Linked DNA regions of Pan troglodytes: region 2 is linked to region 1. A link is a contact called in public Hi-C data. All regions are on one chromosome and are shown on one strand. Each heading gives the region's core, a stretch centred on a gene start, on an enhancer-like site or on the middle of the called end of the contact. The rest is flanking DNA. Distances are from core to core; before and after follow the strand shown. Region 1 holds the start of FAM162A (family with sequence similarity 162 member A). Region 2 holds the start of SEMA5B (semaphorin 5B).

The links. A called contact is a pair of places that touch in the nucleus more often than the background predicts.
Region 2: a contact with region 1 is called in a Hi-C map of stem cell-derived neural progenitor cells, with 4 times the contacts expected there. The contact joins the promoter of SEMA5B here to the promoter of FAM162A in region 1. A contact is called at or near these places in 1 of 7 Hi-C or Micro-C datasets (stem cell-derived neural progenitor cells) and 1 of 1 datasets of contacts at active chromatin or transcription factors (stem cell-derived excitatory neurons).

The regions. Positions count from the first base shown.
Region 1 is chr2:125,657,345-125,664,667 of NHGRI_mPanTro3-v2.0_pri, reverse strand. FAM162A (family with sequence similarity 162 member A) reads right to left here and starts at 5,414. Exons shown (of 5, transcript XM_016941747.3): 1 at 5,081-5,414. The coding sequence starts at 5,114. MIX23 (mitochondrial matrix import factor 23) reads left to right here and starts at 6,111. Exons shown (of 6, transcript XR_010155324.1): 1 at 6,111-6,204.
Region 2 is chr2:126,289,830-126,296,199 of NHGRI_mPanTro3-v2.0_pri, reverse strand. SEMA5B (semaphorin 5B) reads left to right here and starts at 4,714. Exons shown (of 22, transcript XM_016941758.4): 1 at 4,714-5,116.

The sequences.
Region 1 (7,323 bases), core at 4,165-6,664:
TACTTTCCAGAAAGGCTGACTACTTCTCCAGCAACTTCTACAAGTAGTTACTGAGAATTCTGTCTTATTACTCTACAATAACACTGAAGGTCCACTATGTTGGACAAAGCATTCACTTGTTCTCAACAGGTACTATTAATAAAATTCTTATTTCCTCTTTTTCATAGCTCAAATGATTGAATAAATGGCATGTTATCTACTACTTCACTTCACCACCCACACTTTATTTTGCTACAATGTTTCCTTCTCCAATCATTTTACTAAAATTACTCTACCAACATTAGTGACCTCTTTCTAGTCATATGAATACATTTTTTTTTTTTTTTTGAGACGGAGTCTTGCTCTGTTGCCCAGGCTGGAGTGCAGTGGTGTGATCTCAGCTCACTGCAAGCTCTGCCTCCCGGCTTCACGCCATTCTCCTGCCTCAGCCTCCTGAGTAGCTGGGACTACAGGCGCCCACCACCACGCCCGGCTAATTTTTTGTGTTTTTAGTAGAGACAGGGTTTCACCGTGTTAGCCAGGATGGTCTCGATCTCCTGACCTCGTGATCCGCCCACCTCGGCCTCCCAAAATGCTGGGATTACAAGCTTGAGCCACCGCGCCCGGTCATGAATACATTTTTTAAGATTCTCATCATTAGCCCTTCTGACTCTACTCTTCCCATTTTTGTGGCCATTTGATTCGACTGATCTCATCTTTCTACAAGGATTCAATGCCTCCTTACATTGTACCACCAAATTCTCTCACTTCATCTCCAACCTCTATGACCAATCTTCTTTAATGTCTTCTTTCCCAGTTCCTATTATTTACACCATGTCACACCTCCAAGGCTTAGTCCTTGCTTCTATTCTGTGCTACTCTCTGGAAGGACTCCTCCATTCTGTTTTAAAAATCAACTCCAGACTAATTGCTCCCATATCTTTATCTCCATAACTTTACTCTTCCTTTGCCCTCAGGTCTTCAACCTCTCACAACCTATAACTCAGTGCCACCTAAACCTACTCAATAATGCACCATCTTCTCTGCCAAACTAACACAAATCTTTGATGGCGTTTCTGATTATTTTTCCAACTTTCTTATTTCTGACAATGAGGCAATACTTCTGTAGTCCTCAACATTAAAAAACTTGTCTTTAAGTCCTTCCTTACTCAGTATCTCCAAACTCATCCTTTCTTCAAGACACTTCCTAAATATATTCGTTATTTCCATCATCACCTCACACATCAGTTACTGTAATATCTTCATAGGTAGCAGCAATTCAACTGGTATGTAGTTGCTGTGTTAATTTTCCAGAAATGTTTCTTGTGTTACTTCTCCTGCTAAAAGGTTTTTTTGGTCCAAATTCATTTGGTTCAAACGTCTCCAAACATTACACTTTACCTTCTATTACCTCCTGATCAAAATCCCTAAGGTAATCTTTCCTCTCTCATATCCTTTTTCAGACTCATTACCGCCCCTACATGTGCTCACAACTCATTACCGCCCCTACATGTGCTCACATCACTCTCACACCCCTTCATTTCAATGGAGCCTTCAAGAATCTCAGAATTCTTGAAGCCAATGGTATATTATATATGTTTGTTTGTTCATTGCAATAAATCAGCCCTAGGAGTGGGGCAGTCCATTCATTTTAGAGCCTTCACAGTATACACACAGGGCATCCATTGTGTACTCAATAAATACTTGGTAAGACCTGGAAAGGAGCGCTAAGTAAAGCCAAATGTGGGGGTAGTTAAAATGCGTACGTTCTCATTTAGGTTTGGTTAGCAAGAACAAACAAAAAGAATAAGGTAGCAGAATGTGGTAGAAATAAAATCAGAATGGGAGCCAGGGGATATTGGCTATGTCCCAGGTCTGTACCTGTGTGATCCTTGGCAAGCTGATTCCCTTCTTGGCCCTTAAGTTTCCTCATCTGTAAAAATTAGAGGACTAAATTACCTGACTTCTAAGATACCTCTCTACTCTAATGCTCTGAGATGTGGGTTAAACTAAAAGGAAGGCAGCCCATATAGTCCATTACATTGGTAACAATGACGGTAACAAATTCATTTTCAAATCTGACCAGTCAACAGAGTTTAGGGGAGCAAAACTTTCTTTCAATAAGAAACATTCTTGTAAGGTCATTCCATTCCTTTGAACTAATAATCATTCTGTGGAAAGATACAATATCCTAAAAGTTATATCTATTTTATTCTTTCAGGAGAAAACAGGTGTGAAAACTCACCTTACATTTGCAGCATGTTCCAAGATATTTCCTAGCATCCTTCATCCAAAAAATATGTATTGCCTGTCTACTATGAACTGAACACCAATAAGTGGTAAGGACTGAGTAAAAACAAAACAGATCCAGTGTTTACCCTTATGAAACCCAGCGTAGTGTGGGTAAATGGCCATTTAGTTCCTAATCATCTGTATCAGTGCTTTTTAACTTAAAGAGCATGAACTGCTCTGAGTAGCAGATATAAAATATGGACCCTCTCTCTCAAAAATGGTATACAATCATAAAAATTTGAGAAGTTCACAGGACCTCTCAAATGTGGAGGTGTCCAGTACCACAAGTTAACAACCCTGATCTGTATCTACAACTACACCTACAAAACAACAAATTCGAGCTCATAAAAGCCTACATTATGTTTGCTATATTGTTTGCTAAGGGAGTATACCAAAGATTTCCAACAGAAACAAAAGTAAAGGTCCATCATTTATAAGGTTAAGTTTTGATCATCTGAAATTTCACTTACCTAGAGAATCTTATTCCAAATATTCTGGATAAGTAAGGTATGCCTAGATTATGCTCCTTTTCTTTCTTTCTTTTTTTTTTTTTAGACAGGGTCTCACTCTGTTGTCCAGATTGGAATGTGGTAGCATGATCGTATTATAGCTCAATGCAGCCTCAAACTTCTGGGCTCAAGTGATCCTCTTGCCTCAGCCTGAGTAGCTGAGACTATGGGTTTGAGCCACCATGCCCAGCTAATTTTTAAAAGTTTTTTTTGTAGAGACAGGGTCTTGCTAAGTTAGCCAGGCTGGTCTCAAACTCCTGGTCTCAAGCAATCCTCCAGTATCAGCCTCCCAAAGTGCTGGGATAGCAGGTGTGAGCCACCACACAGCCTACATTTCTATTTGATCTTTCATTCCTTTGGCTAAGGCTGCTTATTAAAGCAGTCTTCTTTCTTGAAAAGCCATTTGCACATGAAGGGTGTACTTTCATTTCAGAACTAAATCTGCATTTCATGACTCTTCCATTTCAGATTAATGAGATCCAATTAGTCATGACAAATTCACACACGCACAGCCCCTGAATGAACAGCTTGAACAACAGCAAAAAGCACAAAAATTCCAGAATTAAAGGGTACCCTCTCCTGGCTCTAACATTTTTTGGCAAAGAGATCCTGGACAAGTCATCTCTGACCTATGTTTCTTCATTTATAAAGTGTGGGAGGAATAAGACTTACCTGAGAGGGCTGCTATGGGAAATCCATCCAACAAAATAATGTATATGAAAGTATTTAGCTATGAAGTGGGTGAAAGGCAGTAGGTTGTTGCGGAGTTGCTCACAAAGCATCAGACATTTGTGGAAGATCATATGGAGAGAGCTGCTCATATAACATCCTTAGTGTGCTATTAAAAATTTTATATCTGAAGTAAAATAAATTGTTCTTAAATCACTCAAGGAATTCTGCTTTGGTTAAGTGGTCAATAGTGAAGTTTTTACACATCAGAAGTTTGCAGAGATGCAAAAATAAATTTATGCAAGATGCATAAATATATTCTCAAAGCAAGAAGATGAACTACTTACAATATACTCAGTATTAGTTCAAAGATGTCAAAGTAGTTCCAAGATGTCAAAGTTCTTTTCATGCAGTCCATTTTAACTTTTTTACAGAGCAATGATCCTTTCACTTGCCTTGTTGAAAAGCTTCATAATGTTAATAGGATGTACAGAAGATATTTTAGGTGAATTAGTTCAACAAAACTGACAAAATCAATGAAATCATAGTATTGAGGATTTTAGTGGAAGAAGTGTTTGCTTTTAAAGGAAGTAAATATAATAATACTCTCTAGTTTGAGACATGTTTTCCAGTCCATTCTCCACCGGAACACCAGATAAGCTGTGTAAAGGATAATCTTGAGGTGGGGAAGGTTACGTATCAAACTTGTGAAACTATGCAACATTCACTCTTTTTTTTTGCATTACTTCATTTACATTTACAATATATATTTATATTATTTGAATAGCCAAGTTTGGGGCTATTTTTCCTTTAAAAATTTAATTAACAACTTTTTAATAATGTAGTGTGTGCCACTGAACAAAAGATCTCTGGTACCCAGAAAAGAGTCAAAATGCAAGCCCTCTGATTTCTCAACCCCTACTATGCCAAGGCTCTGCTGGTTCTCCCCAAAAAAAAAAGAATTAAGCTTTCATTACCTAAGTCCAAAATAGTCATCACACAAATGTCTACCACCAAAACAAACTGCAGATCCTTCAATTACACACTTCCTCCAAGAAATTCGAATCAATTAATTGTATAAGTGTTTAAAAGTAATGTATCCTCCATTTTAAGAAAACAATTATTATTAATCTCTAAGACCTAAATCCTTGGCCTAATCAGACATTTAATGAGTGGGGAAACTTCAGACTGGAGGTTTTCTGGGATAAACTCCAGAGAGGAAGGAGCAGGGGGAAGAGGGAAGACTCAAGGAGAGCAATAGATAAGGGAGGTTAGGGTGGAAAGCTGAATGCATGGGTAAAGGGGAGGTCTAGGGATAGTAGGTGCTTTACAGACTGAGCTCAGGGGAGGCTGAGGACGGGGGTGGGGAGAAGGGTAGGCGCGTGGGCAGTTAAGTTGGTGGGAGCTGGGTGGATGGAGATGAGGGTAATTCACGGGCAGTCTCCAATGCCTATCAGCAGCTGCTCACCTAGTTCCCTCCCGCATGGCTACTAAGTAGGTAGGATTCCGAGGAACCGAGAAAGTGCGTCATGGAATGGAGCCACTCCGGGGCCCAGGAAGGCTTCAGGATTCCCCCACCCGCAGCGGCCGGGCCAGCTCCCCTACCTCCCATATCCCGACTGGCGTCTCACCTGCTGCCAGGCGCAGACCGCTGAGGCTCCCCATGGCCACTTGCTACTCCGCCGACCAGCGCAGAACTTCGCCGGGGACGGTGGCGCTGGTGAGCTCAATGTCACCCAGCGTTGGAGTGGGAAGGACGCAGGCGGCGCCGGGGGGCGGGGCGTGCGCGACGCGGTGTACAGGCCTGCGCCAGTGCGGGGCGTGCAGGACGTGCGCCACGCGCTGGAGACCCGCGGCGCCAGCCTAGTGCCCCTGGCGCCGCATCCTGAGCCAGCCTCGGAGATGGTCCTGTGGAGTGTGGCGCCGTGGGCCCTTGCCCTAGCGGATATGTACCCATGGGAGTACCTGTGTGAAATAGAAAGGAAATGTGCAACTTTCGTGATCTGTAAACTCCCGAAATACACCAGATAAACCAGTATTCCAGTATGCCGCTCTTCCAGTGTTTTCAATGAACATATGCTTTTATCAGAAAACACATAATTGGACTCTGCTCAGTGGCCCTATCTCTTGTTGGAGCATCCCTCAGGCTAATCTGAGAAATTAACATGTATGTTTTCAATTTGTTTTCTATTTACCTATTTTCTAAAAACATTTGATCATCTCCATCCTAAACACTTTACTCATACCCACCCACACTGCCAGAAATGCCGTTTTTTCTTGACGTTTCATAGTGGTCCCAAATTCTTAACAAAGACCCCTCTGCTCCAGGGTCCGGGGAGGAGGTTAGGCACTGGAGTGAGAGGTATTAGAAAGGCCTCACTTGCCTAGATTTCCTTCAACGACCTGGTAGGGGAACCACAAGGAAATTGTTTCCCTTTTGTGAAAAGATGGGATTGGAGTAAACAGTCCCTTCAAGGTCTGACAATCTGATCCATGTATCTGGCCCAGTTCCAGGAGGACATGTTAAAAGGGTTGGGACAGCAGGGTGACAGGTTCCGAGGTGGATGCGGACCACGTTGAACTCAAGCCTTGCACTCAGCTTTCCTAAGGATTCCCCTCGTACTATATTTTTTGTCAGGCGGCTCCGCGGTCACCTTTGCTCCGCGGTGATTGGCCTGCAGCGGGGTCCTCGTGTTTGTCCAATATGGCGGCGCCCAGTGGCGGTGTGAACTGTGAGGAGTTCGCCGAGTTCCAGGTGATGGGGTTTTCCTCATGTGGCAGGCATGTGCCTCCTTTTGTCCCCAGACCCTATTCCCTGCTTTGCGAGGGAGTATGAACCAGCTTTGGAAAAAGCGGGCAATTCAAAGCTCTTTTCTCGAGCCATTGGAGGTCATGGGGGGCGCGGGTTTGGCCTTAGGGAGCGAGGTTGCTCTGTAGGAGGAGGGAGGAGGGGGGTCATAGTTCTCTCCGCGGCTCTCCGGCCTTGACTGGGAAGCTCTGGGTAATCTGCTGTGGTAAAGCTCGGGATGCGTGGATAAGGATTGTAACAATCTTGTAGCAGTTCCCTGAACTCAGTTTCCAGCTTCTGCCATTCCTCTCCTACTTTTGTAAGTAGAGTTTCTGTGGGAGAGAAGAAGGTGCAGAAGAGCTATTTAGTTGATAAAACAAATACTTGGTGCAATTTACTATTTTTGTGGGACAGGACGTATGGAAGCTTGGAGGGAGGATTAATTATAGTACCTGCTCTAGTATCATTGCCCATTAGAGAAGATGTAATATTTAAAGGTTTTGCCTTTTTATGTTCAAATATCAGAGACCTAGGGCTAATTATTAACACCTGAATGCAAGAATAGGGATCTGGTTTTGACCAAGTTGCCATTAAAGTTATCTGTTCCAATTCAGTCATAAATGTGCTTCTGTTTAGTTACAAAGTTGAATTCCAAAATCATGATCTTAAATATGTATTGCATTATTAACTAACCCAAGATACTGAAAAATTGACCTATCTGTAGTAAGCTTTGTACTTTGAACGGTTTGAAGGTAGTGGTATTCTTGAATACTGCCTCAGCCTCCCTGTAGCTAGGACTACAGGCACGTGTCACCACGCCCGGGTAATTTTTTAAAAGAAATTTTGTAGCGACAGTGTCTCACCAAATAATCCTCTTGCCTCGTCCTCCCAAAGTGTTGGGATTACAGGCGTGAGTCACCACGCCCGGCCTAAAGTGTTTAAAATTTTTGCAACTCTTACTTTTTCATTATAAAAATTAGATTTAGTACTTCTGTAAAATATCCTATTTCCAAATTGAAATAAAATCCAGAAAAGAATGTTTAAAATCGAGTGCCTAGAATCCCATTTTAGCATGCATTCAAGAAT
Region 2 (6,370 bases), core at 3,465-5,964, 630 kb before region 1:
GGTGATAATGACAAGTATTTGTCATTTTCGAAAAGATGGTAATACATCTCTGATGAATTGATATTTGAGCAGAGATTAAAGGAAGTGAGGAAATGACCTATGTGGACATTTGGCAAAAGAGCTTTCCAGGCAGAGAGAGCATCAAGTACAAAGGCCTTGAGGTGAGAGCCTTGGGTGTGTGAAGAATAGCAGAGAGGCTGGGGAAGCCTGAGAGAAGTGAGGATAGGGAGAGCGCTAGCAGATAATGTCAGACAGGCCTTGTGGGGCGCTAAGGCTTTTTCTCTAGAGAGCTGGGGAGCCATAGAAGGTTTTTGAGCAGAGGAGTGATAGGATCTGAATTAGGACAGCTTCCGTGTGGAGAACAGACTGTAGGTACAAAGGTTAGAAATGGCAGAGCAAACATCCAGGGGAGAGAAGAGAGTGGTTTGAACTAGGACACAAGTGGAAGAGGTGGGGAGAAATGGTAAGATTCTGAAAATATTTCAAAGATAGAGATGACAGGATTTATGGATGGTCTGAATGGGGGGTATGAAATGACTTCAAGCTTTTGACCTTGAGGAACTGGAAGAATGGAGTTTTTACTTACTAGGATGGGGAAGACTGAGGGAGGAGCTGGCTTGGAAAAACAAATCAGAAGTTAAGTGTTGGGTATGTTAAGATAGAGATGTCTCTTAGATGGGCATGCAGAGGAGGGGCAGGCAGTTGGTTCTATACATCCAGATTTTAAGAGAGAGCGAGAGGGGTCGGAGCTGCAGATACAAACTTGGGCATCATCTGCACAGAGAGGTTTACAGCCAGTGACTGGACAAGCTTATCTAGGTCTTCCGTGTAGCTGTCTCCCTCACATGGCTGTGAAGGTCAAAGGGGATAGTATATGGCAAATAGTTTTGTAAACTGTAAAGTGCTATACACAAGGAAAGGAACAAGTGTGCAAATACGGTAAAGAGCATAATGTAGAGCAGGATTTAAAGAAGTATCTTCAGGTAGAGACAGAATCATAGAATACATGTGCAAGGAGAAGCTTACAAACCAGTGGATCAACCCCTTTCATTTTATCCAGGAGGAGCTGAGGTTGGAGAGATTAAGAGGCTTGTCCAAGGACACTCAGCTCATCAGTGGCCCAGCTCATCCTAGGACTGGGGAGCCCTAACTGCTGGTGCGGTGCTCTTTCCACCACGTGAAACACCTGCTCACATTTACTGCTTCAGCTCTGTCTGAATCTGTTAACCAGGGGCAAGTAATTCTTCAAACAGAAATCTAATTATATAGCCTTGTGCTTTTATACCTGCTACTTCCTCTGCCTGGAATACTCTGCCTCCTCCTGCTTCTCTGTCTGGCAAATTCCTGCCTTATCTTCCTTTCTCAGCTAGAATGGCCATTTCCAATGAAGTCTTCTTTGTCCTGTTTGGTAGAGCTGGTAACTGGCTCTCCATGTGCCCGCAGAGCTCCCATCCTGTGGCAGCCCTTGCATTTGCTATGATTACGTCTGCCTCCCCTGCCTGCCTGTGAAGCTCTTCCTATGACCTCTCTGCCTAGCATAGTGAGTGACACTTAAATGGGAAGGAAGGAAGGAAGGAAGGAAAATCTCTTCTTTCACATTAGTTCAGGACAATGGCAAAGCAGTCATTCAGTGACACTTCAGTTCCTCTGACCTGAGCAAGCTTTTGGTTCACAAATTGACAATGACTTCTGGGGTGGGAATTTTCTTTTTTCTTTGCCATCCCCAGGCACAATGAGCAGGCAATTCTGGGAGCAGAAAACAATTTGGACATTATACGTGCTGTCTTTTTATTTTCAATTCTCTGTCTCCTATTAGTATATGACTGGCTGTTTGCCTTTTGCTGCAAGACAAGGTTTGTGTTTGTGCCTGGGCTATGCACAAGCATGTGTACACACACACACACACACAGAGGGGAGAGAGAGAGAGAAAGAGAGAGAGAGAGAGAGAGAGATGGCCTCTTGGGAGAGCCTGCACTCATTTTTTAGCTTTATCTCCCAGAAAATGCCCTCGGGGGGAGGAAGAAGACAGTGTTGTGCTCCTAGCTTTTCCACCCTTTCCTGCTCTTGAGCATGAGAATTTGGATCTATTTCTTAAACTCTTTCAACCTTAGTTCAAGATAAGTTTGGAATTTCTAGGTCAAGAGTGAATCCTAAAAACTCCATCACCCCCTATATTCACCGCTCTTTAGCTTGTTTGCTTGAGATAACACTGTGTTAATTACTATATTTCCATTCTGCTTAATTAACGTTTTGGTAGAAGAAGAATTGCTCCTAAAAGAAGCAATTATCTTATAGGTTATTGCAAAGGTCTAAGGAAGGTGGCAGAAGCTGGTTGTGATACTGTGGTGATGGAATCAATGCTCCAGGTTTTGTTCCAAGTAAATGATTCAGAGATTCTAACCAGGCTGGGTTCGCCAAAGAGCAGGTGGTAAGCCAGGCCAGTAAAGAAACTGTCTCTTCCGGAGGGTTGGGCTTCTGAAGCTCTCTTGTATTGAGAGCTCTTGAGTAATCACTGTTAATCAATACAATGCTTTAGGATGCAATTAGGATTAATTAGCCCAATGTTGCTAGCTGCCCTGCTACTTGGTCTGTTTCTTTGGGTGCCTCCTTGTCCTGGCTCCTGCTTCCCCTGAAAAGGAAAATTTCCCTCTTTGTGTCCCCAGCCTGGAGTCTCCTCTCTTCCCTTCCTGTGCCAAGCCCCCAAACCCCCTCTCCACTTTATAACATGGAGAGGGAGAGCCAGGAAAGGCCTTGACATGATAGTGGGAAGAAAAGAATGAACACAATCAAAACATGGTAGCAAACAAGAGGGCAGGTGAGAGAATGTGTGAAGGGTGGAGAATATTTTGGTTATCTTTCAAGGGAGAGCTGTGGCTGACAGAGCCACTCAGAAGGCATTTTGTCTATTCTCCCAACCAGACAAATTGGAAGCTCTCCTGTTCATTCCCTGGTCCTGCAGTATGGAATAGCTTCGTGGTTTTTTGTGTTAATTAAAAGGTATCTCTATATTGCACATACTTCTATTTTTTGTGATGACAAAAACATTCCCCATGGCTCTGCAGGGAATGGGGGTTGGCGGGGGGCACGCTCATAGCAGTGGAAAGGTTCCACGGTGGAGATCAGGAGACCTATCCCTATCTCAGCCTGGGACTCTGGGAGAATGGTCCAGAGCTCATTGTCCTTGTCGATAAAATGATAGATTTGGACTCAATATCCCGTGCTGCCTCTTCCAACTTGATTTTTACCCCAATATTAAATGAATGGGCTACCAGACTGGTATGCCCACACATGCCCGTTTCCTTTCTTTTCTTCTCTGCATCTCTGCCTTTGTGTCCAGAACGTGTTTTCCCTTTGCAAGTTTCTCTCCATTCTGCACATTATGAGTTTCAGCATTTCCGTTGCCCTAGAAAGTCTATCTTTGAGATCTTGCACTGTTTCTCTTTTTACAGTGTCTCATAAACTCCCTTCTTGGATTCAGAACCACCCTTTCTTTCCCATTATCCTGTCAAACTGCTTCTTGCCATGGTCCAGGGGTAGGAGGATGGCAGGGAGGAGGTGCTTCTCTGGGGCTCTTAGTGTCTCAATTCTTCTGCTTTATCTGGGTTTTCCTTTACCCAGAATTTTATTATGTAAAATGCTTCACTCAGACTTTGTTCTAATTATCCAATTTTTGGCATACTCTAGAAAGTCTTTTGATATTTTCCTTCCTCCAACTTATCTATTTTTATTTCATAGTTCTCTTTGGTTATCTCTTAGAATCACACTTTCCTGGTTTTAATTTTTCAAATCCTTTGTCTTTCTCACTCGTTCTTAGGTCACCTTTTTTTACATTTTCAAATATATTTTTTGTTCAGCAGAGGGCTCCCTTCCCATCCCTCTTGCAGCCCGGGCAGCTAGGATTTGAAGCTTGCCCCTTGCATCTTTCTCTCCCGCCTTCTAGCCATCAGAAACACTAGATCACTTAAACTTGTAAACAATTCGGCCTCGCTCCTTGTGATTGCGCTAAACCTTCCGTCTTCAGCTGAGAACGCTCCACCACCTCCCCGGATCACTCATCTCTTGGCTGCTCTCCCACTGTTCCTGATGTTATTTTACTCCCCGTATCCCCTACTCGTTCTTCACAATTCTGTAGGGTGCGTATTACTAACCCCAGTTTACAGCTGAGGAAACTGAGGCTTGGAGAGGTTCGCTCGGTATCGCACAGTTTGCAAGGTTAACCCTAATCCGGCCAGTTCTGGCTTTCCAGCCCAGCCCAGCAGCCTAGCCTCCCTCTCTGCCGCTGCAGGTTATAACGGCTCTCCCCCGTTTTACACGAGGTCCCTTCCCCTTCAAATCCACAGGCAGGAAGATCGTTCCGAACTGACGGGGCTGGGGAATGTGGGAGTCCGGAGTGGGGTTTGGGGGAGCTTCCTCAGGCCCGGAGTGTTGGGGTGGGCAGGCCGCGCCGATGGCCCTCGGGGATGTCACATTCGAGATGGGGTGACCGAGAACGGCAAGGCGGGATGTGGCAAACGGCGGCAAGTGCTCGGAGTCCTAGGTCTTGTCGCCGGAATGCCGGCCGGGGAAGGGGCTTCGGCCCACCGGGCTGGTCACCACACTCGGCAGGCCCGGGGCGGGAGTCGGCCGAGCAGCCGCGGGATGCAGGGCGCCCCCTCGCGCTCCTCCGCGCGCCTCGAGGCTGGCGGGTGCAGCGCCCGCCGCGGCAGGTCTGCTCCAGCCCCCTCCTCTTTTTCGCTCCCGCTCCCCTCATTCTCTCCCTTTGCTTGCAACTCCTCCCCCACCGCCCCCTCCCTCCTTCTGCTCCCGCGGTCTCCTCCTCCCTGCTCTCTCCGAGCGCCGGGTCGGGAGCTAGTTGGAGCGCGGGGGTTGGTGCCAGAGCCCAGCTCCGCCGAGCCGGGCGGGTCGGCAGCGCGTCCAGCGGCTGCTGGGAGCCCGAGCGCAGCGGGCGCGGGCCCGGGTCGGGACTGCACCGGAGCGCTGAGAGCTGGAGGCCGTTCCTGCGCGGCCGCCCCATTCCCAGACAGGCCGCCAGCCCATCTGGTTCGCTCCCGCCGCTCCGCGCCGCCCGGGAGTCGGGAGCCGCGGGGAACCGGGCACTTGCACCCGCCGCTGGGAGGTGAGTCCCGGGAGCTCCGGGCGCTTCCCCTGCGCGGGTTGGGGCTGCAACTTGCAAACTTCAGCAACTCGGGTGGGTATCGGGGTAGAGAGGTAGGGGTTCGGGCTCTGGCAAGTTGAAGCCAGGTAGGTGAGGCTGCGGGCGGGAGGACAGGGGGTCCCCTGGCTTCCGCGCCTCCCGCTGCCACCTCGGCTTGAGAGCCCTCAGCGCTGCTGCGTTCCCGCCGCCAGCCAGCTCTGGGTCCGGGTTGCACTGGGCCCTGCCAGGGCTGTGGTCGGCGCATGTGGGCTGCAGCGGCGATGGGGACCCGGGACCCAGGCCTGGAGAAGGAGACGGACGAGTGAGGCTGAGGGACGGAGGGACAGAGGTGCGGAGATGGAGGCTCAGAGAGGGCCGGCTAGTAAACAGCACTGAGGGAGAGTGCGGGCGGCGAGGCGCGTGGGAACGCGTGGCCCGCCCAGAGTGTGAAATCTCCCGCTCAGGGACGTCCCCGCTCCACCGCCGCCGCCTGCGGAGCCGCCGCCCGGATTCTTCCCAGACCCCCCTCCAGGACGCTCTTGCCCTGACCAGGCCTGCGGAGCGTGAACTCTGCCCACCAGGCTCCAGGGGCAGTGGCTCAGGGCCCCGCACTCCCGGCTGGGAGGGTGGAGAGGGGTGCGGCAGCTGGAAGCGGGGACGCGAGCGGCGATTTCCCGATTTATGTTTCTCATGGTAATTTGTCTTTGTGGTTGGGGCTGCCCATTCACTTTCCGCTCACGTCCTGCGGGAGATCCAGCGAGGAGGGAGGGAGCGGGGGGCGCTCGGGCACAGAGAGGGATGCAGACGGGAGAGGGGATGGGGACCCGCGCGGGGCGGGAGCCAAGAGGGAAGTGGTCGCCGGACCGGCGGAGGAAGAAGGCGAGGCTCGAGAAAACCCGGCCCAACGGAGCCGACTCCTTTGCCCACCGCAAACTTTAAACAAGGAGGAGGACCACCTGCAGCGCCGTTCTGGCCCCCTCCTCCCCGCCCCCGCCCCCCACCTCGAGCCCAGTCTTTGGGTAGTTCCGACTGCCCGCCGCGCCAGGCGGGAGTGGGCCGCGAGTCTGGATGGGGAGAGAGGAGCGCTGGATTCTGCTCGCACCCCTGCGATCCTGCCCAGGCTTTCTGCAGAGGGGCGGGGTGAGAGCAGCAGGAGCCGGGAAGGCTGGCTACCCTGGCGTGCACTCCTTCCCGGCCAACGGAATTGGGACTGAGGGTTTGGAAGCTTGCCTGTGT